Linked DNA regions of Mus musculus: regions 1, 2, 3, 4 and 5 are each linked to region 6. A link is a contact called in public promoter capture Hi-C data. All regions are on one chromosome and are shown on one strand. The core of a region is the stretch at or near the end of the contact, and the rest is flanking DNA. Distances in the headings are between cores, read along the strand shown. Region 1 holds the start of Golm2 (golgi membrane protein 2). Region 2 holds the start of Shf (Src homology 2 domain containing F). Region 3 holds the start of Tmem87b (transmembrane protein 87B). Region 4 holds the start of Trp53bp1 (transformation related protein 53 binding protein 1). Region 5 holds the start of Tubgcp4 (tubulin, gamma complex associated protein 4). Region 6 holds the start of Cep152 (centrosomal protein 152).

What was found. Promoter capture Hi-C pulls out the DNA fragments that hold promoters and counts their contacts.
Region 1: a contact with region 6 is called in a promoter capture Hi-C map of pre-B cells, with 2.8 times the contacts expected there. The contact joins the promoter of Golm2 here to the promoter of Cep152 in region 6. A contact is called at or near these places in 2 of 39 promoter capture datasets (cranial neural crest and pre-B cells).
Region 2: a contact with region 6 is called in a promoter capture Hi-C map of pre-B cells. The contact joins the promoter of Shf here to the promoter of Cep152 in region 6. A contact is called at or near these places in 2 of 39 promoter capture datasets (cranial neural crest and pre-B cells) and 1 of 484 Hi-C or Micro-C datasets (liver).
Region 3: a contact with region 6 is called in a promoter capture Hi-C map of pre-B cells, with 2.8 times the contacts expected there. The contact joins the promoter of Tmem87b here to the promoter of Cep152 in region 6. A contact is called at or near these places in 1 of 39 promoter capture datasets (pre-B cells) and 1 of 484 Hi-C or Micro-C datasets (regulatory T cells).
Region 4: a promoter capture Hi-C map of pre-B cells shows a contact between it and region 6, with 3 times the contacts expected there. The contact joins the promoter of Trp53bp1 here to the promoter of Cep152 in region 6. A contact is called at or near these places in 2 of 39 promoter capture datasets (cranial neural crest and pre-B cells).
Region 5: a contact with region 6 is called in a promoter capture Hi-C map of second pharyngeal arch cranial neural crest. The contact joins the promoter of Tubgcp4 here to the promoter of Cep152 in region 6. A contact is called at or near these places in 2 of 39 promoter capture datasets (pre-B cells and second pharyngeal arch cranial neural crest).

The regions. Positions count from the first base shown.
Region 1 is chr2:121,865,182-121,868,459 of GRCm38.p6, reverse strand. Golm2 (golgi membrane protein 2) reads right to left here and starts at 1,490. Exons shown (of 10, transcript NM_001205369.1): 1 at 929-1,490. The coding sequence starts at 1,255.
Region 2 is chr2:122,367,469-122,370,779 of GRCm38.p6, reverse strand. Shf (Src homology 2 domain containing F) reads left to right here and starts at 1,633. Exons shown (of 7, transcript NM_001374011.1): 1 at 1,633-2,133. The coding sequence starts at 1,648.
Region 3 is chr2:128,817,047-128,819,889 of GRCm38.p6, reverse strand. It overlaps Tmem87b (transmembrane protein 87B), which reads right to left and starts at 1,587. Exons shown (of 19, transcript NM_001355629.1): 1 at 1,387-1,587. The coding sequence starts at 1,551.
Region 4 is chr2:121,269,448-121,272,700 of GRCm38.p6, reverse strand. It overlaps Trp53bp1 (transformation related protein 53 binding protein 1), which reads left to right and starts at 1,294. Exons shown (of 28, transcript NM_013735.4): 1 at 1,294-1,429; 2 at 1,993-2,177; 3 at 2,392-2,482; 4 at 2,713-2,797. The coding sequence starts at 1,423.
Region 5 is chr2:121,169,488-121,172,435 of GRCm38.p6, reverse strand. Tubgcp4 (tubulin, gamma complex associated protein 4) reads right to left here and starts at 1,268. Exons shown (of 18, transcript NM_153387.3): 1 at 965-1,268. The coding sequence starts at 1,042. It overlaps Zscan29 (zinc finger SCAN domains 29), which reads left to right and starts at 1,311. Exons shown (of 5, transcript NM_001290819.1): 1 at 1,311-2,626. The coding sequence starts at 2,312.
Region 6 is chr2:125,623,473-125,626,503 of GRCm38.p6, reverse strand. Cep152 (centrosomal protein 152) reads left to right here and starts at 1,391. Exons shown (of 28, transcript NM_001081091.1): 1 at 1,391-1,628.

The DNA.
Region 1 (3,278 bases), core at 241-2,740, 3.8 Mb after region 6:
AAAGATTTAAGAGTGTAGAAAAGAAGTCATCTACTATAGTACCTATCTAGAAGTCTTCAGAATTCTGATATACCAACTGAAGTTGCCTAAGTTATAAACTGTCAATAAAATAGTGAAAACAGATCCTATTAAGTAGGACATGATCATAGTCCAGACTTAAGATTTTTAAATTTAAAATTTTGTATTTTCTATCTGCATTAAGCAGCAGCCCTAAGAGCTATTTAAGCACACACAATTTTATTTTCTTTCAAGAATTATAACGACAGACATAAGATTCTGTTCCTAAGAACTTATTTTTAGATTCTACCATTTCGGCTAATTTCATTAACAATTCAAATTGAGAAGATAATGGATTAACCGCACTCAAGTCACAAGTGTGGCTCATATACGGGTTCCTGACTCATCTATAACAACACTTTCAACACAAAATTCATTTTTTAAAAATCTACTTAGCAAAATACATCAATTTATAGAGATTTCTAAAAAGCCATACTGTTGACAAATACATGTTGAGCACCAGAAGGGAAGAAGGCCGCATTCTGAAATAAATTAATATTGATCAGTCTGCACAGGAGGTGGATGAGACAATGCCCATACATATACCTGGCAGCCTGTGTGCCGGGAACGAAGGCGGCCACACAGGCCAGATGATAACCACTGCCAGCTCAGCAGCTGAGCTTGGAGGAAAGGTGGTATCCACACATAGGCCACTCTAGAGAACCAGAACTTACAGTCTCTGCAAGCGAACAGAGAATGTGGCGCTGACACCGGGAAAGTCTGACAACAAACAGGGTTGCTGGGGGTCTGGGGAGCTTCCAGGGCTACCACGCTGACGGCATACAGCAATCGCCGGCGGGCGAATATTAATACCCCACCCAGAAGTGAAAAGAAAAAGTCTAGGAGGGCCGAGGAAAGGGCTCGACCTTACCTTGTCATCCTCGCATCTCTTCCCCAGGCCTTCCTTGGCCTGCAGCCGGCTGCTGAGGCGACCGTAATCGGCCTCCTTCTGGTCGATCTGCTTCTTATGCGTGTCCACCAAGAGCAAGAGGTCCGAATTGCGCTTCTCCAAGCGCCCGCGGGCCACCTCGGTGCGCTGGACCTGGCCCTGCAGCTCGGCCACCTCCTCCTGAAGCAGAACGTGGCGGGAGGAGATGCTCCAGTAGTTGAAGGCAAGGACGACGATGACTACCAGTAGCACCACCAGCACGAAGGACGGCAGGCGGCCGGCCCGCCGGTTGGCCCCGAAACCCACCATGAGGCCGGTGGCTCCGCCGCTGCCGCCGACACCTGCGGGCAGCGCCGGCCTGCTGTCTCAGCGGCCTCGGGACCCGGACCCCAAGGGACGGGCCGAGCCGCCAGAGCGCGGAGGGGGGCGGGGCGTCGCGGGTCCTCCCCGCCCCCTCTGCGCCCCCGCCGCGCCCCCTCCGAGAGTCGAAGGCCAGCGGGCTCCCGCCGCAGGGAAGCGGGAGAAGCCGGCGCTGGTACTCGCGACCCGATGCCTCAAGGCTGGGGGCGGGGACGCGAGCCGGAAGGGGGCGGGTTTCCTCGGTCCACGCCCACCGGCTGGGGCCGGGGCGCCCAGGGGGGCATTAGCTCGTTTCCGCCGACGCCCCCTCTTCTCGCGAGATAGTGGGCTTCTTCTCGTCCCCTTGCGGTCTTGTCTCGCGAGGGTTCTCTGGAGGCTGGGGCGCGGGGTCGGGGTCGCGCGGCGTACCTGGGTGGGTGTGCGTGGTGCTGTTACCTGGTGGTGTCCCCTGAGGCCAGGTTTAGGGAGGTCCTGCTATCAGCGGGCCCCTTGGCAGAGTGTCCTCTGTCAGGACCAATTCTGAGACTGCCACCAAGTAGGGAAGGCTCTAGGTAAGATGGGACCTGATGGGTGTCTAGCAAGGTTTTATGCTAGGTGTTGTTTGTGCCACCGAGGTGGAAAAAAACAAAAACAGTTGACATTAGCCCCCAGAATAGCGGTGCCCAGACAATACAGCAAGAGAAGCTAAGCTTGAGGATGCTCTGCGATTGAGATGTGTTAGCAGCCTGGTTTCCAAGGTTACTGCTGTCACGGACAGGAAGAATTCCAAAATGCGGTGCTCCTATTTTAAAACGCTCTGCTGCTTTTCCCTCGACTTAGCTGAGGAGAAAGCCCAGAAGCTGCCCTCGGTGAATGGCAGCTAATGCGCCGTTACTGACGGCTGACACATTCCGAATTAGCAATAGCAGCCCTTACAAGTTGTTTCTGCACGCCTAGTTTTACATCCCTCCTATCCCAACAACGCTTTACACAGGAGAAAGCCCGGAAACAAAGATGTGCGGAAACGTCAGAGTCCTGTATCTTCTGAACTGGGCTTAAAGCCAAGTAACAGAACTCGTAATACTGTTCCTCTCTCTGCTTTGTAGCAGGTGTTGTTCTACGTTTAGCGTCATGTTCAGTGCTACAGAGAATCCCCTGCTCGTTCCCTCTGCGTGCTGCTTGTGTAGTTGTTTAAACAAACAATAAAAAGTTACTGGTTTTCACCTGTGTAACCAGAGGATGGATTTGTAGTTATTTTTCAGACTCCGGGTCAAGAACACAAACTTAAGTGTTTATTCAAACCGGCCTATAGTTCTGAGACATGAAGATTTTACAACAGTGAAAAATTGTTCCATGTGTCCTGTGCATTTCAAAAATAAAGTTCATCTGCTTCCAAAAAAAAAAAAATACCTTCACAGAAGGATGTTTCTCTTTTTTATACTATACAAACAACAACAACGACATAAACGTACCAGAATTTACTAGCTGGTTTACATCAAAGTTGAAGATTAACTCTCTTCAATTACAGCATTTGGGGTGTTGAGGCAGAAGCTGGAAGCCAGCGTGTGCTGCATACAAAATTCTTGTCTTCAAAAGTTGAGCTCTGACTTCAGGAGCTCTGAGAAGTCATCTCCACTCTCAGATATCAACCAAGCAGCTTTGGCAAAAGGAAGCCAGGTCAAAAAGGAATTTAAAGTAATTATTACATTTGCTTATTGGAGTGGGGCATGCATGCCATGGCACATGAGCGGAGGCCAGAAGACAACTTGCAAGAGCAGGTTTCCTTCTCCCATGTGGGTTATCCAGCCTGGCAAGTACCCGTTCCCACTGAGCCCTCTCACAGGCTCCCAAACTGGAAATCTTAACCATTTATCCTACTAATGTATTATCTCAGTCAGTAGTTGAAAAATCCATTAAATGGTATTAACTTTCTAAAATGTTATTCTTCCCAAGGACGTTGTATTTTAAAACAGGATTCTGACAGATGTACCTC
Region 2 (3,311 bases), core at 384-2,883, 3.3 Mb after region 6:
TGCTTATAGTTTCAGAGGGTTAGTCCATTACCTTCATGGCAGAGAGCAGGGTGGCAGGCGGGCGGGCAGGCAGGCATGTTGCTGGAAAAATAAGTAGCTCAGAGCTTTACATCACGATCCACAAGCATCAAGTAGAGAGGAGGTGGGTGGAGACTAGGCCTGTAATGGGCTTTTGAAACCTCAAAGACCACCCTCGGTGACTCCAACAAAGCCACACTTCCTCCAACCAGGCTACACCTCTCAATCCTTAACAAACGTATGGGGACCATTCTCATTCAAACCACCACCACCACCACCATCACCACCACCAGAATCACTTTATATTTTTTAAGCAAATACCAGTAGTGTGGTGGCGCACACCTGCAACCTCAGAACTTGCCTTGGGAAAGCTTGAGCAACAGGATTGCCATGAGTCTGAGCGGAGGCCTGACTGCAAGGTGACTACAGAGCAAGGGCTGTGCTCAGATCGCTCATCACCCTTAATTTGCATGACAACAACCCCTATCACCCTTTCTAAGATAGGACAAGGGCGTGGTCTTGGCCCAGGAGTTGGCAGTCCATTGCCTTTCCCATCCCCTCCCATTGGGTGAGTGAGGAGACCTTCTCCTGTGGGTTAGCTACAATATCCTCAGGAACCTGTCATCTCTATGCTCACCGTTGCATCAGTAGTTAGTATTTTAAACTGTATATTCTGGAATGTAAACCTCTTAGTTTCTCTATTATACCCCATGAAGTGAGGGGAGAAGGAGGGGAGAGGGAGGGGAGGAGGGAGGGGGAGGAAGGGGGAGGAGGGAGAGGGAGAGATGCTGGCCTTCAGGGCTACAATACTTCTGGTGAACCTGCTTCCTTTCTAAGACAAAATTCCAGGCTCTTAGGCATCATCATCGGAGCCCTGAGAAGGTAAGGGGCTGGTGATTGACAACATTAGACCTGTTTCTCGCTTGATTTATTGATCTGTCTGTTTCTATTCTGTCACAGACAGATTGACAAACCCAGGGTGGAGCTTGAGGGATTTCCACAAGAAAGCAGGGCAGCTGTGAGGGCTGCGTGGGCCTGCTGGGGGCCGGTGTAAGCGTGGATGGGGATTGTTTGTGCGAGGGTTGTAAGCATTTGAAGCTGGCGGTTGGGTGTGGAAACATCGGAGCAATGGGTGTCTCTGGAGAACTGATTGCATGCCACGTGAGAAGTTTGCCTGGATAGAAAGGCAACCTAGGTTTGGGTGTGAGTTAAGGGATAGGAAGAGGTAGGCGGTACTCCCAAGGTGAGGGCAGTAATAGGCGCATCTGAAGAGCAGCGTCTTCGAAAATGTTTGGGTCTTTGGGTTTGGGGGAAAGGAATCAGGATGAGCAGGATGTGCCTGGGGACTCATCTTCCCGCGTCTGACACAAACTGGGAGGTGCAAAGAGCAGATGGGACTAGAGAGCGCCCCACAGGAGCACGGGTAACGACATGTGGAGGACTCACCCTCGGCGCAGTTGCTTCCCGCATCCCATCTACTCCTCTCAGAGTCCTCGGGTCCCCGTTAGGCAGCGGGCTCCTCCCCTCGTGTCACTGACGACGAGCCCCGCCCCTCCCGCCGGCGCAGCTCCGCCCCCTCTCGCCCCGCCCCCGCCGCCCGCGGTCTGCTCGCTCAGTTGGGAGGGCCCCATGCTACTGAGCGGAGCTCCTCCTACGGGCTCCGGCCCGGGGCCGAGGGCGCAGGGCAGCGCGGGGGGCGGCCCTGGGGGATCCCGCCGCGGGGCTGGGGGTGCGGGGACCGGCCCGGGAGGGGGCGGCAGCGGTGGAGTCGCAAAGTGGCTGCGGGAGCACCTGGGCTTTCGCGGGGGCGGCGGTGGAGGGGGCGCCAAACCCGCCCCCCCAGAGCCCGACTACCGCCCCCCAGCTCCCTGCCCGGCCGCGCCCCCTGCGCCGCCCCCGGACATCCTGGCCGCCTACCGGCTGCAGCGAGACCGCGACTTCGAGGACCCCTACTCCGGGGGCCCGTCCGCGTCCGCCGCCCTTTCCACCCCTGCGGTCCCTGGCCCCACTCCGCCCCCGCGCCACGGCTCACCCCCGCACCGCCTCATTCGGGTCGAGACCCCCGGCCCCCCAGCACCCCCTCCGGACTCCGGACCCCCTGCCAGCAGCGACAGGGTGAGTGCTGCGCCGGGCGTGGGTGTCCAGGAGGGGTGGTGGTCTGAGGTCTGGAGATTTAGGGAGGGACAAAGGTGGCTTGGCTGGGACTCAGCCTTTCGCAGTCAGTATTTCTAGTTGACATAAGCTTAGTCCCTGACACGGGGGCTCAAATTTTAACCCCTTTGTTAGCTTCTCCACCGACTAATCTGAGTCCCCAAACTCTGCCCTGTTTCCTGTTAGGGCCCGAGGACTAGGGACGACCTCCCTCAATGGCTCTGTCCTCAGCTTTGCAACCCGTCCAACCCTGATCCTGGAACCTTTTTTCTAACGGGCATGGAGAAGCACCCCTCCCTTCCCTTTGCCGGTTTATGGCCTTTGTGCCCTCTCCGGAGCAGCAGCTCCTCTGCCCTTTGATCTCTTGACTCTTCCCTCCACAAAGCTTTTCTCTCCCCCTCCTCTTCCCCTTCTCCTTCCTCCCACCTCCCACCCGGTCCTGGAGTCCAGGCATCTTTGCAGGTCTGAAGCCCAGAAAGGGGCTGAAAACTAAGATTCTTCCGTGAACACAGCGAGCGCTGGCCTTTGCCTTTCCCAGTGGGATTAGGGGGGGGGGGGGACTGTTGTACTCCGGATGCCAAGATGGGCAATGTCCAGCTCTTCCTGAAGAAATTCACCCCTGGGGTACAGGCGCACTCCTTCCAGTGTTCCCCCAAGTATGAGGACACTCGGTGGTCAGGACCTGTTGCCCAGTTAAGGCCGAGTGATGGGGTTCATTCATTATCTCCTCTCTCTAGGCTTTCCTCTTTCTCAGTCCATTCTGAGAGAGACTGGATCTGCAGGCCCTGGAGGAAGACTCCCAATAGTTTGTCTCTCAGGACATCTACCTTCCTTCTTAATTCCAGTTTTATCCTGTCCTGGATGATAAACAGCTGAAAGCCATCCTTAGTCTCCCTGAATGGGAGGTAGGAGCTACCCCAGCTCTGTTGCCTTCCTCATGTCTGAGAACTCATTCCTCCAGGGCTTGCTCATCTCTCCTCAGTAGAGATCTTTATCTGATTAGAGAGCAGTTAATGTCTGAATCCTCAGGTTTCAGAATTGGGCTTTTTCCGCCAAAAGATTGCTGTCCTGGTAGGCTTGCTGGATAAGAGGTGTGTTGGGGTCAGAACAAGAGCCCCAGATGTGTGAATCATTTCCCCCAT
Region 3 (2,843 bases), core at 338-2,837, 3.2 Mb before region 6:
ATTCTTACTATCTGAAGTACGCTTGACAAAGATCTTTTGGTACATGCTCAAGCAACAGTTTTCATGGAGCTGATTCACAATGCTCTTATTTTGAGTTTGGAAACCGGCTTAACTGCATTCACTAAAAAAGCAGCAGGAAACCATAAAGTGTGCTTCAACAAACATTGCTTTTTATTGATGAGAAATACAGCCATAGAGATGGGCAGGCCCTATCGTGGTAAGTATACAAAGACATGTTTCATTCTCTCTGTTCTAAAAGATACATTTCTGACAACTTGATATAAGAAAAAAATAATCATCCTGCTTTTTGCAAAAAAAGGCTGCTGACACTACCAGCCTGAGCTACACAGGAAATAAACTCAGCCTGAACAAAGCATATGACAGCTAAAAAAAAAAAAAAAAAAAAAAAAAAATACTGGGCACCTACTCAGAAGAATCTCAAACGCAATGAATACACTGAGCCGGGCCACAGAATGAAGCCTACACTTGAGCCTCTGCAGTTTTGTGTTTGGAAGTATGTGCACCTTCTGATACTACTTTTGGTTGAAGGAATATAAATATAAATGTCACCTTTAGAACTTAGACGCTGTTTCCACACATCCCAAGCAGATCTGGGCGAGTCATCTGACTCTGGACTCAAGACAAGGCCGCTTCCCGATATCCTGTCTCTTTTGCAAGACTTTGCACAATTTGGTCTCTGCCTTCTTCCCACATCATCTCTTAACCATACAGGACGTCAAGTTCTCTAACGGCCTGCCCAGTTACGGAAGTTTTCATCCATCAGACTCGCCCTTTAAACACTCTTAAGCAAACACCCTGTTCCACAGACACGCGCAGAAGTCATGAACACTAAGGAATATACAGAAACTCAAGAAAAATAAGAGAGGCGAGGTGACTTTATGCACGACTGTAGAGCACACTCAATTTATGCTCTAACAGAAAGGCTAGACAAACCTTGTGGCCTTGTGGATGTGGCCCCAGTAGTAGTAACCTAGCCGAAGTATTCGGTCCCAGCGATGCCGCTGGGAATGCAGAGATTGGGGCTCTGAACTGAAGAAACAAAAGCAAGATCTAGAGACACCGTGTCAGGACAGTGAGAGGCGGGTGGAGAGCCTCGCGAGCAGCAACAACATTTGGAAAGGGAAGCCGTCTTAGGAAAGCACAGTGGGACCGCTCTTCCCAGAAGCCTAGGCAGAGGAGGGGGACGCTCCCTTCCCAGAGCCCACTCTAGACAAAAGGCTCAAGAAGCGCGTCAGAGGACCCACCGCTGGTCCCAGAGAGCCCTAGTGAATGTGCCCAAGGCCAGACTGGTCCGCAGGCGGAGCTATCCAGCCAGGGCCCTGGAGCCTAAGAAGCGCCACGCCTCAGTCCCTACAGAGCACTTACGTCATTGACCGTCCTCGTCCAAAGCCCGAGCTCGGGGACTGCGTCCACAGCCGCCGGGACCCAGCACAGGAGACACAGGGCAACTCGCAGCAGCTGGGCCCCGGCGGGCCGGCGGCAGAGGAGGCTGGGAAGGAGGCCAGCCTCAGACCGACAGGCGGCAGCCATCTTGACGCGGACGCCGCACCTGCGCTCCCGGAACCCGGCCACGCCCCGGGGCCGCACCTGGCTCAGCTCCGCCCCTGAAGGGGCGTGCCCACGAGGGGAACGAGAGCACGGGCGTGAATGCGGAGGGGGTCTTGGGCTGAAGCGGATAGGCGCTGTTAGAGGAAATAGGCTCAAACCTGGAGCAGGGCTTCAGGGCCAGGCCTGGAAGGAACCGAGGAAGTGTGGAGGGAAGGGAAGAGAGTCCAGAGGGAAACCCGCCCACGGAGGGGGCGGGGCCTGGGAGGTGGGGCCGGGTGGAGGCGGGGCTGAGAAGGTGGGGCCGGGAGTGGAGGCGGGGCCAAGACCTTAATTGGGGCGGGACTATGGGCACGGGGCGTGGTAGGGAGGCGGGGCCTTCCCGGGAGAAGGGAAGGCGGAACCAAAGTGTGGAGGCGGGACTACAAGATTAAAAGGGCCGAACCTGGGCGGAACTAGAAGCTGCTTTAAGGGGAAGGTTGTGTGTAGAAAGATGGAGGCGGGGAAAAGAACAGGGAGAGGAGGGGGAGGAAAAAGAGGCAGGGCCTTAAGGGAAACTAGAAAGGAAAGACCTGGCTGCAACGCAGTTGAAAGGTCAGCTTGCAGAGCAGGGCCCCGAGGATAATGGGGCACTCTAATGACAAGTTGCAGAAATGAAGATCCTAGTACTTGGGAGGTGGAGGTAGGAGGATCGTGGGAATTCAAAGACAGCCTATAGCCACATAGCAAGCGTGAGACCAGCGTGAGCTGCACAAGCTTGTCTAAAAGCAAAACAAAATACTTGTCAACTAAGGGGAAAAAATTGTTTCGAGAGCAATAGTCAGGTCTCACCAGTAGGTGGCACTAGGAAATTGATGTTTTATATGAATTTGAATCTTTCCTGAAGGTGTTTTTTTAGTCCCGATTAGATTCAGTAGGAGTTACTGTTTATACCTCTAATTTCCTTATTTTAAAATAGTTAACTATTTTTCAAGCACATTTAAGTTCACAGTAAAATCGAGAGGAATGGATCTCTAGAAAGTTCTAATATCGCCCTGGTCACCAGCTTCCTCTGCTAGCAACATTCCACACTACAAGGAGTACCTTTAATAGAGACCATTAAACCAGTAATCAATTCAGAACTGTATCTTACGGCTCATTAAATATCTCACAGAGGTATCGATCTCCGAGTAATAGACTAAACAGGGAGTTTACCTTATTGAAGAGCAAATGGAATATTGAGATGGTCCTGAGGTTAAAGGCACTTGCTGCCAAAGCTGACTACCCACAAGGTCCCA
Region 4 (3,253 bases), core at 45-2,544, 4.4 Mb after region 6:
GAAACTCAGGAGTCAATCATGAATGATTTTAGGATTAAGAGGTAAGATGTGTCTCTGTGATTTGGGTCATTTTTGCTCTACTTGTAAAACATTCTAGGATTGGAATTTTAGTTATAACAATAGATCCTAAAATTTTCAGAGCGATTTCGTTTAAGCTGATCCTTTTGTTCCCACAAGTAATGCGTATGAAGACAACATGCTTTGATTTTTGGGTTAGGAGAATATGATCACTGTAATTTATAGCAGCAGAGAGGAGATTGGCTGGTAGGATGCTCCTCTCTAAGCTTGGCTTATTTCAAGTGCTAAACTGGGCATTTATAGAAGTTGAGAATCATGTATGGGCTGTGCCTAAATAATTCTGAGTCTGGAGTAGAGAAAACCGCCTCCATTTTAATGCCTTCTATGTATATTCTTGGCACTGTGCTAGGTGCTTTCCCTCCTGACAGCTGCTTGGTTAGAATTCTAGCCCAGATCCAACGGCTCTTTAAATTAAAATGACAGTGAAACCACATATGTATCTTGAGCTCAGTTCATTAATAGTTGTCACAGCTGCCACACCCTTTATAAGACCCTGACACCATGATTAGGATAATTAAATCTCTGGGCCTGGATCCTTTAGGTCATTGAGTTAGTAGGGGTGACAGCTGTTCTCTTTGCTTCTAGTTTGAGGATTACAATGCTCAGTTCGTTCAATGGGAGGTGCAAAGCGTCTGGGGCTGCTGCAATTCCCTAAAAGAAAGGGCAGAGAGAGACAAATAGGGAAGCTTGAAAGGGAGTGGGAACACGAAGACAATATAAAACAACAAAATCAAAACTGCCAGAGACATAGAGTGGGAAAACGGAAGCCTTTAAATTCAGGCAGAGGTCTACAAATGGGATCCTGATCGACACTGGCAAACCCCACAGAGGCTTCTCTTCCATTTCACCATTTCAGAAGTACTAGCTCTCCTCAATTCTCCTCCTCTTTGCCCTTTCTTTGAAAATCCAGGAGACTCTCCTTTTCCACGGAAGTCAGTGAAGGGGCCGAAGCCCTCAAGTGTGAGTAGTGAGTACCCCCGTCCTTCAGGCAGGGGTTTTTATTTCATGCCCTCTTAATGTCCCTTCGGTTCAAGGATACTGTCATGCTGGCTGTATTAGGGGGAGGGCCTGCGACGTCCATGCTACCATGGAAACACGCCGCCGTGTTCCTTTTCTTACGCTGGGGGCGGGCACTTCACCTCAGCCACCTATCATCCATAGGATTTCCTGAGTGGCAGACAACAGCAGCGAATGGGCGATCCGATATTGCGTGACGTGACGGGAAAAGGGGGAGCTCGCGGCCAGTGGCGGCGGTGGCGACAGTGGCGACCTGGGGATCGACCTGGAGGGGCCTGGGCAGCGTGCAGAAACCTCTAGATCCAGCGCGAGGCACCTCTCGCCGGGATGCCAGGTAGTGCTGCGAGCGGAGCCGAGCTAGCGGGCCGCAGAGGCCCGGGTGGCGGGCTTGAAGGGCTGGCCGCCTGGAGGGGGCGGGGTGGCAAGCATGGCGGCGGTGACGGGGACGGGGTTGGAGGGCCGGGGAGGGGGTGGGGAGGCAGCCGCCGCGGTGGTCCTGAGGCCGCATGAGGGCCGTGGGCTTCCCGCCCGCCGGGGTTGCGAAGAGGTCTTCCCGGGGCTCAGTGGCGTCAGAACGCGGGGAGAGTTGTGTGGGGGATGGAAAGGGGCGGGGAGAAGAGGTGAGGAAGGAAGCGTGTCTGAGGGAAGGTGAAGAGAAAGGAGGGAGGGAGGGGGAGATCGAAGGATCCAGAGGCGCGGTGGTAAATAACGGAGAAATGAGGGCTGGGGAGATGGCTGAGAAAGTGCTAAGAGCGATTGCAAATGTGGGCTACTGGGTAGCCCTAGAATGGTCCCTTTCTCGATCTCACACTTCCGCCCCTTTATTTAGTCTCAGATTGTGTGTGGAAAGCTCAATAGGGTTACTCTTCGAACTGATCTTTTGTTATTCCATTCCAGGGGAGCAGATGGACCCTACTGGAAGTCAATTGGATTCAGATTTCTCTCAGCAAGACACTCCTTGCCTGATAATAGAAGATTCTCAGCCTGAAAGCCAGGTTCTGGAAGAAGATGCAGGCTCTCACTTCAGCGTGCTATCTCGACACCTTCCTAATCTGCAGATGCACAAAGAGAACCCCGTGTTGGTGAGTGAGTGATGATGCCCTGTTCAAGTTATTATTTTTTTCTGACCCCCCTACACCAAACTAACCCAGAAAATTAACGTGTTTAGTTGATTGTTAGCTTTTGGATAAAGTTGGTGGGGAACGAAAAATGAAATCAACGTGTTCTCACCCACAGAAAGGTCCCTGTTGTACTACTTTGTGTACTGTGAGGATCTTATGTGCTCATGTTTTCTAGGATATTGTATCAAATCCGGAACAATCTGCTGTAGAACAAGGAGACAGTAATAGCTCATTCAATGAACATCTGAAAGAAAAGAAAGCTTCAGGTGAGCAGTTGAAGGCTTGGCTCTCTGCAGTGTTTAAGGTCCTGTGGGGGCAGAACGATTTAAACATGCAGTTGAGATTATGTGTAAGGAAGCCTAGTTTGTTATCTAGTGTTCAGTAAGCCTTTGGATACCCGTGATTAGTTTGGTGTTGCCTCCATTTCTCAATTTGTATTAAAATTTGATGGCAAATGTCTTCTGTGCTAATATCCACCTCCTTCTGTCTTTTTCAGATCCTGTGGAGTCTTCTCATTTGGGTACCAGTGGTTCCATCAGTCAGGTCATTGAACGGTTACCTCAGCCAAACAGGACAAGCAGGTAAACTATTGTTTCAGTCAAAGGAGTTGATTTCAATTTACTATTCGATCGACTCTTATCTGTACCTGCTGATTCATCCCAAAGATAAAGATATTAATCTTGTTTTGTGAATTGGGGAGTGGGATTTGGGGATTCTATAGGTAGTTCTGTTTTAGGACTGAGAGCTGGGATCTCTTTTGTGAAGTAACACTTCGTTCAACTCCTACAACTTCAAATTGTAATGTATACCCTAAAGAGTTTTCAAGTTTTACAGTGTCTTATGCATATCAGGATGGTGGTGTCCTCTGTGTTAGGCCTGCTACTGACTTCTGACATAATCTTAAGTTAATTCTATCCTTAAGCAGCTGTGCAGTAAAGACATTGTCCCCAGTGGGGTACTGATGGGCAGGGACATTAAAGCTTTACTATGTTCAGGGAGAGCCAGCCCTTCCTTCTCTTTCTTACTATTCTGTTTCT
Region 5 (2,948 bases), core at 19-2,518, 4.5 Mb after region 6:
ACACTCTGTGACATATATGCCCACACTCATACAACATAGACACATACTCTAGTTTTAAAAAAAAAAATTCTAGTTTAGGCTTAATTACTGTGAAAAAGTCAACTCCACCTTGAAGTCACTGATACCATTTTACACAACACACTTAGACACATTTGTAGTTGTCATTCTTTTCTTTGCCTTTCTCTGCCCTCTGTTCCCTTCTTTTCTTGCTTTCTTTTTTGAGAGAAGGTTCCACAGTGAAGCCCAGGCTGGACTTGAATCACACCAATAATCCTGCTTCAACTTCCCAAAGGCTGGGATTACAGGCACAAACACTACGCCTGGCTATTAAACTCAGTGTTGCCAATTTAGTTTCGGCAAAATATTGAGTATCACGCTATATCTGGGCTTCTCACGGGGGTTGGGGGAGATAAAGGAACAGAGGGGGAGAGGAAGAGAAAACAACTAACGGGTACATTCCTGTTATACTCTTCTAATTACAGGAAAAACCCCCTCTCAAGTTCTTCACCTGGTACAGAAATTTTCGAAGAAAGGAGGGAAACACCATATGTTTACAAATTCATTTTTTTCATCCAACACAATTTACTGAGTATTGTGTCTTGAGCGCTTTGTATACATTTCCACTACTTTCAAAATTCAATTTGAATCAATGCAAGAGTTCCCTATCCCTCCCCCTTTTCCCTCAAATAACTATCATCTAATTCCAGCTACACATTTAGGGATTCAGTTTAACAACAAATTCATATGCAGTGAAAAGAAGTGTGGTTCTATCCACTCCTAGTGGTTCTCTAGCAGGAGTCGCGGGACCGCAGGGCCCCCATAGCCGGAGCTCCGTAGGGTTGGCCCTCGGTTTCTCCCCGCTCGCGGGCGCCGGTCGGTTGGAGTTCCCCGGGTCCCGCCCCTTCGCTGCGGCTCAGCTGCACCCGCCGCGCGGCAAGCGACTCGTCTCTGACCCCCTGCATACCTGCAGGCCACTCCGCTTGTTCCAGGTGAAAATGGACCCTGGGTACCCACTCAGGGCCAAGAGCAGTTCGTGAATCATTTCTAGGGCGGCTCGGGAGTCCCTAGATCTACCACCTCCTCTTTTCAGCGCCTCTCCGGGCGACCCCTCACACCCAGCGGAATCTCTTGCCCTGAATCCCCGCAGTCCACCGGGAGAGGAGATGCCACAGAGCCGCGCGCCGCATCCCGGAAGTGCGCGCGGCCCAGGCGCCCACCGCCTCGCTCCCGCCGCGGAGCCGCGAGGAGGCGCCGGTGCCGTCGCGCATGCGTCCTGGGCTCCAGGAGAAGCCCGCTCGGACTTCCGGCTTGAGAGCGGGACTGAGGCTAGCCCAGGAGGGGAAGGGATGAGAGTGAGTTGAGAAGCTGGTTGAGAGAGACGCGGCCTGGGGTGGGCCGGCGGGAGTCCTCAGGACGCCTTGGCAGGGTCTGTGGCATTTTGACCGACTGCCGACGTCTCCCAGAGTGACCCGGCCGGAGGGAAGAAAACAAAGCTGGAACTTGGCAGCCGCCGCTGTGGAGCTGTGCTCGAAGCCCACGGACTCGCAGCACCGGCCCGCATCGGCCTCGTTCTCAGGAGACCCACCACTGCCGCCCCTCGAGCTTCCTCGCTTCACCAACTCCTGTAACTCTCCCCTAGTCCACCTCAATTTAGAAGCCCAAGTCGGCTCCCCCGGTGCGCGACCTTCCCCATCTGTCGCCCCGGAACTCTTGCCGAGTTCTTACTTCGTTCGGGAGGCGCGAGCAAGAGACCCAGTGTTCGGCACTTGACTTTGGTTCGGGGTGGAAATTTGTAGTTTGGTGTTCAAGGGGCGGGGCAGACACCAGGAGCTTCTGGAAGGACGGCGGTGGTTCTAGGGGAGAATAGCCGGCGCTCGCTGGACAGAGGCTTTTTGTTGTCGTTCGCCAAACGTTTTGACCGATTTGATCTGGGGCGCTAATGATTTACCTGAGGTGGGAGCGAAGCGGACAGATTTTTCTTTTCTCTGCAACTTCCTGGGGATACTCTAAACGTCACCTAGAAATGCAGTTTTTAAAAGGTCATTTTCACCTTGCCTATTGATTTGCTGTCCTGAAAAGGTACTGCCTCAGAAGGCCACTTCGAGCATATTGAAAGTCAGGCCGGCTCTGACAAGGTTTTAAACATGTAAAGATACTCTCCTCAGATAGCGCCATTTCTCTCTACTCTAGGATAAAACTCCTTTTTACAGAGAGACTCATCTGCAGGTGTTTCTCCAAGGGCATGCAAAGATAGTGTAATAAGTCCTAGAACCCAGACAGTGAGGAGAGAAACGGCTTTCTGCTGTGAAAGATGGCCAAACCCACTCGGAGAGGAAATGGCACAAGCTCTGAAAGCTTACGACAGCGCTTCAGAAGATTCCATTACCAGGAGGTGGCTGGGCCCCGGGAGGCTTTCAGCCAACTATGGGAACTTTGCTGTCGGTGGCTAAGGCCGGAGGTGCGGACCAAGGAGCAGATTGTAGAATTGTTGGTGCTAGAGCAATTCCTGACTGTGCTACCTGTGGAGATCCAGAACTGGGTACAGAAGCAATGTCCAGAAAATGGAGAGGAGGCGGTGACACTGGTGGAAGATTTAGAAAGAGAGTCTGGAAGACCTGGACATTCGGTGAGGAGGAGGGGGAATACAGTCAGAAGTGTGTGGCTGGGGAGAGACAAGGATGGAGGGGCAGTTTAAGATCAGTCGGATGTAAAGAGGTTTGGTGATTTTGATACTTCTGATCTGGAAGGGTTACTTTTTCAGGTAGGGCTTGCTTGGAGATGCCTACTCTGTTACAGTAAGTCTTTCACTTCAGTTTCTTAAGAGAAAAAATGGGGGAAGTTTCTTTTCCAGCTGCTATTTGGGTTTCTGTTTGATCTTTCTGCAGTTTCAACCACTCTAAGCTGATGATAACGGAATAAACACTTGTCTGTCCTACTCCCCACCCTCC
Region 6 (3,031 bases), core at 142-2,641:
ACTATTGCATCGTAGACCTCAGCATGGGGCACTGGACATATCTTTCTCATTAGCCGATACTTGGATCACCTTCGACAAGTGCCATTTCCCCGAAGGCCTTTCATTAGTCTTTTCTTGACCAACATCTTCATTTGCCCATTCCTTCATTTATTCACTAATGAGTTAACACAGTTGTTTTGAGTGCCTAGCATGGGCCATGAAACATGAAGACAAATGCTCAAGTGAATACCCCCAAGACGTTCATATTGTTCTACCAGTGAAGCAGACACACGGTAACAGATCGTAGTAGAAGAGAAATCCATCTTCTCTTGGGGTCGGTATGCACCCTGTGTACAGTGGTAGGGAGATCCAGTTCCACTGAGTGACGTCATGTGTTTCGAGGGCTGAGTGGGTGAGAGGTGGGGCAATTGACTCGAAAAGCAGCCCAGGAGATGGGGTGGGAGGAGGGGAAACAGGAGCCATCCCAGAACTATTGGTAGTGCAGCCTTGTGACTTGGTTCTGTTTCTCTCACTCAAGCTCTTATTCTGTATCAGACCCCTAGCTGAGGGTCAATGTCAGCCGTACAAGGATAGGATGCAGGTGGCAGACTTAGCAAACAGCCAGATTTGGAAGAGCCTTGGACAAGTATCTTACTCCACACGGTACACAGGGGAAAGATTTAAAAAGATGTGGGCATCCAAGTCACCAAGTTCTTGGCATGCACTAGAGCCCTTCTTACCAAAGAAGCCAGAGACAGCAACTGTTCCAGAACTCAGGTCTCGAACATGCCAGGTCCAGCCACCCTCAACAAGCCAATCAAGAGACACACATTAAAATTGAACAGCCAAAGTGATATTTATCCATTGTGTTTGCGATCTCCAAGTTCGATGATATAATGGGATTTAACGACAGGCTAACATCTAAGAACATTCGCGGAAATTCGAGTTTTAGGGAGGAGGCACCTGGGAGCTCCTCCAGTTTTATCAGTAAAGAAACACAAATCTTAACCAGCCAAGTCTGAAGATGATGCCAAATTTAACAACGACCAGGGCTGGCAGTGGCACTTCAGAGAGCAAAAAGGGCCATTGGATGAAACTTAGACGTGTAAGGGGAAAAAAAGGAATGTCCTAGCTAACCTCTGGGAGGGCAAACAGTCCGCCGTATCTAAGCAACCGTAGTCCTCTAGGAGGCTTTTGTGATTGGCTCACTATTTCCCCAATGGAGGCTCCGGGAAGCTTCCCGCCGCCACTGGCGCCCTCTTCGAACAGCCGCGCTCTTGCAACTGCGGGCGACTTCTCAACCGACCTTGTGGGAGGCGGGTTTTCCGCCCCATAGCTCCGCCCAGCCGTCAGGCCCATCGAGCAGCGGCGGCGATTGGAGGAGGCGGCTGCTCGTCGAGTGGCGGGGTTCGCGGGCTAGGGTGTAACCGGGAAGGTGCTCGCGGCTGGAAGTCAGGGCAGCGGGTTGCGGGTTGCGGGAGGTGACTGCGGTCTCCCGGCCAGGCTGGCGGCTGCGGGATCGGGACCCGCGTTCGAGTCTCCTACACCGGGGCTGTGCTTGCTGGCTCCCTTCTCGATCTTCAGCCTGGGCGTCCCATCGGCAGACCTGTGCGCGCCCGTGGTTCTTGGACCCCGGGCCCAGTTCTTTGGTAAGGGCGCTGCGTGAGTACACCCAGTCGAGGGGGCTTCCTGTATTTTGGGGTTACTGTCTTCTGCTCACCTTGGTTTTCCATGCTGCTATCGGTACTACCGAGCTCAAGAGATTGTCATTGCCCCCTCCCTCCGTACTCTTTGTAGTAGGAACAGGATTTGGAAAGTGTCTAAAATAGACTGTTGCGTTCTGGCTGTTTCCACCCTGTAAGAGAAGTTAGTGTGTAAGCTAGTGCGTGCAGTTTTCTAACTCCCAGGGCAATTACATTTAGTCCATCTTGTAGTCATGCATTTTTCAGTGTGATTTAAGCTGAATTTCACTTCGTAGCTTCACAATTCTTGATTGTTTGCATGTAAATAAAGGCTGAAGTTTGAAGCCACAAGCAAAGGATATAAGCCATGCGCTCTGGAAGTGGCCAGAATGCACTTTGGATGGAGCAGGCATCTAGAGGAGGGCGGAGTCCTTATCCGGGAGTTGTAAGGTTTCCCACACCTATGATGTTTTCACCGTTTCATTACTAAAGAAACGGAAGCAGTTACGATTGCACAGCTGCCAGAGCTGAGGATCTTCAGTTCTTAATTGCTTACAGCCATATTACATCCTTTGGGATGCAAACAAACAAACAAACAAACAATTTGGAATGTAAACAAATAAAAAGAGATCTGCCTAAAGACCCTATCTACTCCGGTGGGAGTAGATAATAGTTTCAGCAGTTAAGAGATTGTCAATGCTCTTGCAAGAGGCTGTGAGTTCATTTCTTGCACCCAAATTGTATAGGTCACAACTACGTGTGACTCCGGCTCCAGGGGAATCCTAAGGCCTGTGACCCAATGGATATATTCACTCATAATGATGATGATGATGATAAATATTTTTGGAAAGGAAAATATACACTAAAGTTTGCTCACAAAACAAGTAAATATTTTTCCCTCTATGTGAGGGGGTGGAAGGGGGTGACCAAAAACTACCAGGGACAGTGCTGACAAGTATTGTCAGACAAGTATTGACAAGCTGGGTCAGAGGTGTAAGAGAAGACAGCTGTGCTTCTTGTATTCTTGTAGTGGGGTTAGGAAAAGTTTCCCGGCTAGAGTGAGACTATTAACCAGGGAGCTGTATTTTAGGGAGCACACTGCCCACGTTGATCCCTTGGTTTATGTTTTAAGTGGTCAGCTCTCTGGTCAAGCATAGGAGTAGGCCACTGTTCCTACTAATGGCATAATTTTGCCATATTCACCAAGATACAGTTTTACTATGGCAAATGCACATTGCTATCGATTGTTTTCATGATGATCTGTCAGCACACATCTCACCAGCAATTTATTTATTAAAGCCACAAAAAAACATAGAGTTGTGGCCATTTTCAATGTAGTAGTTGAAGGTAGCACGGTGCTACTTAGAGTA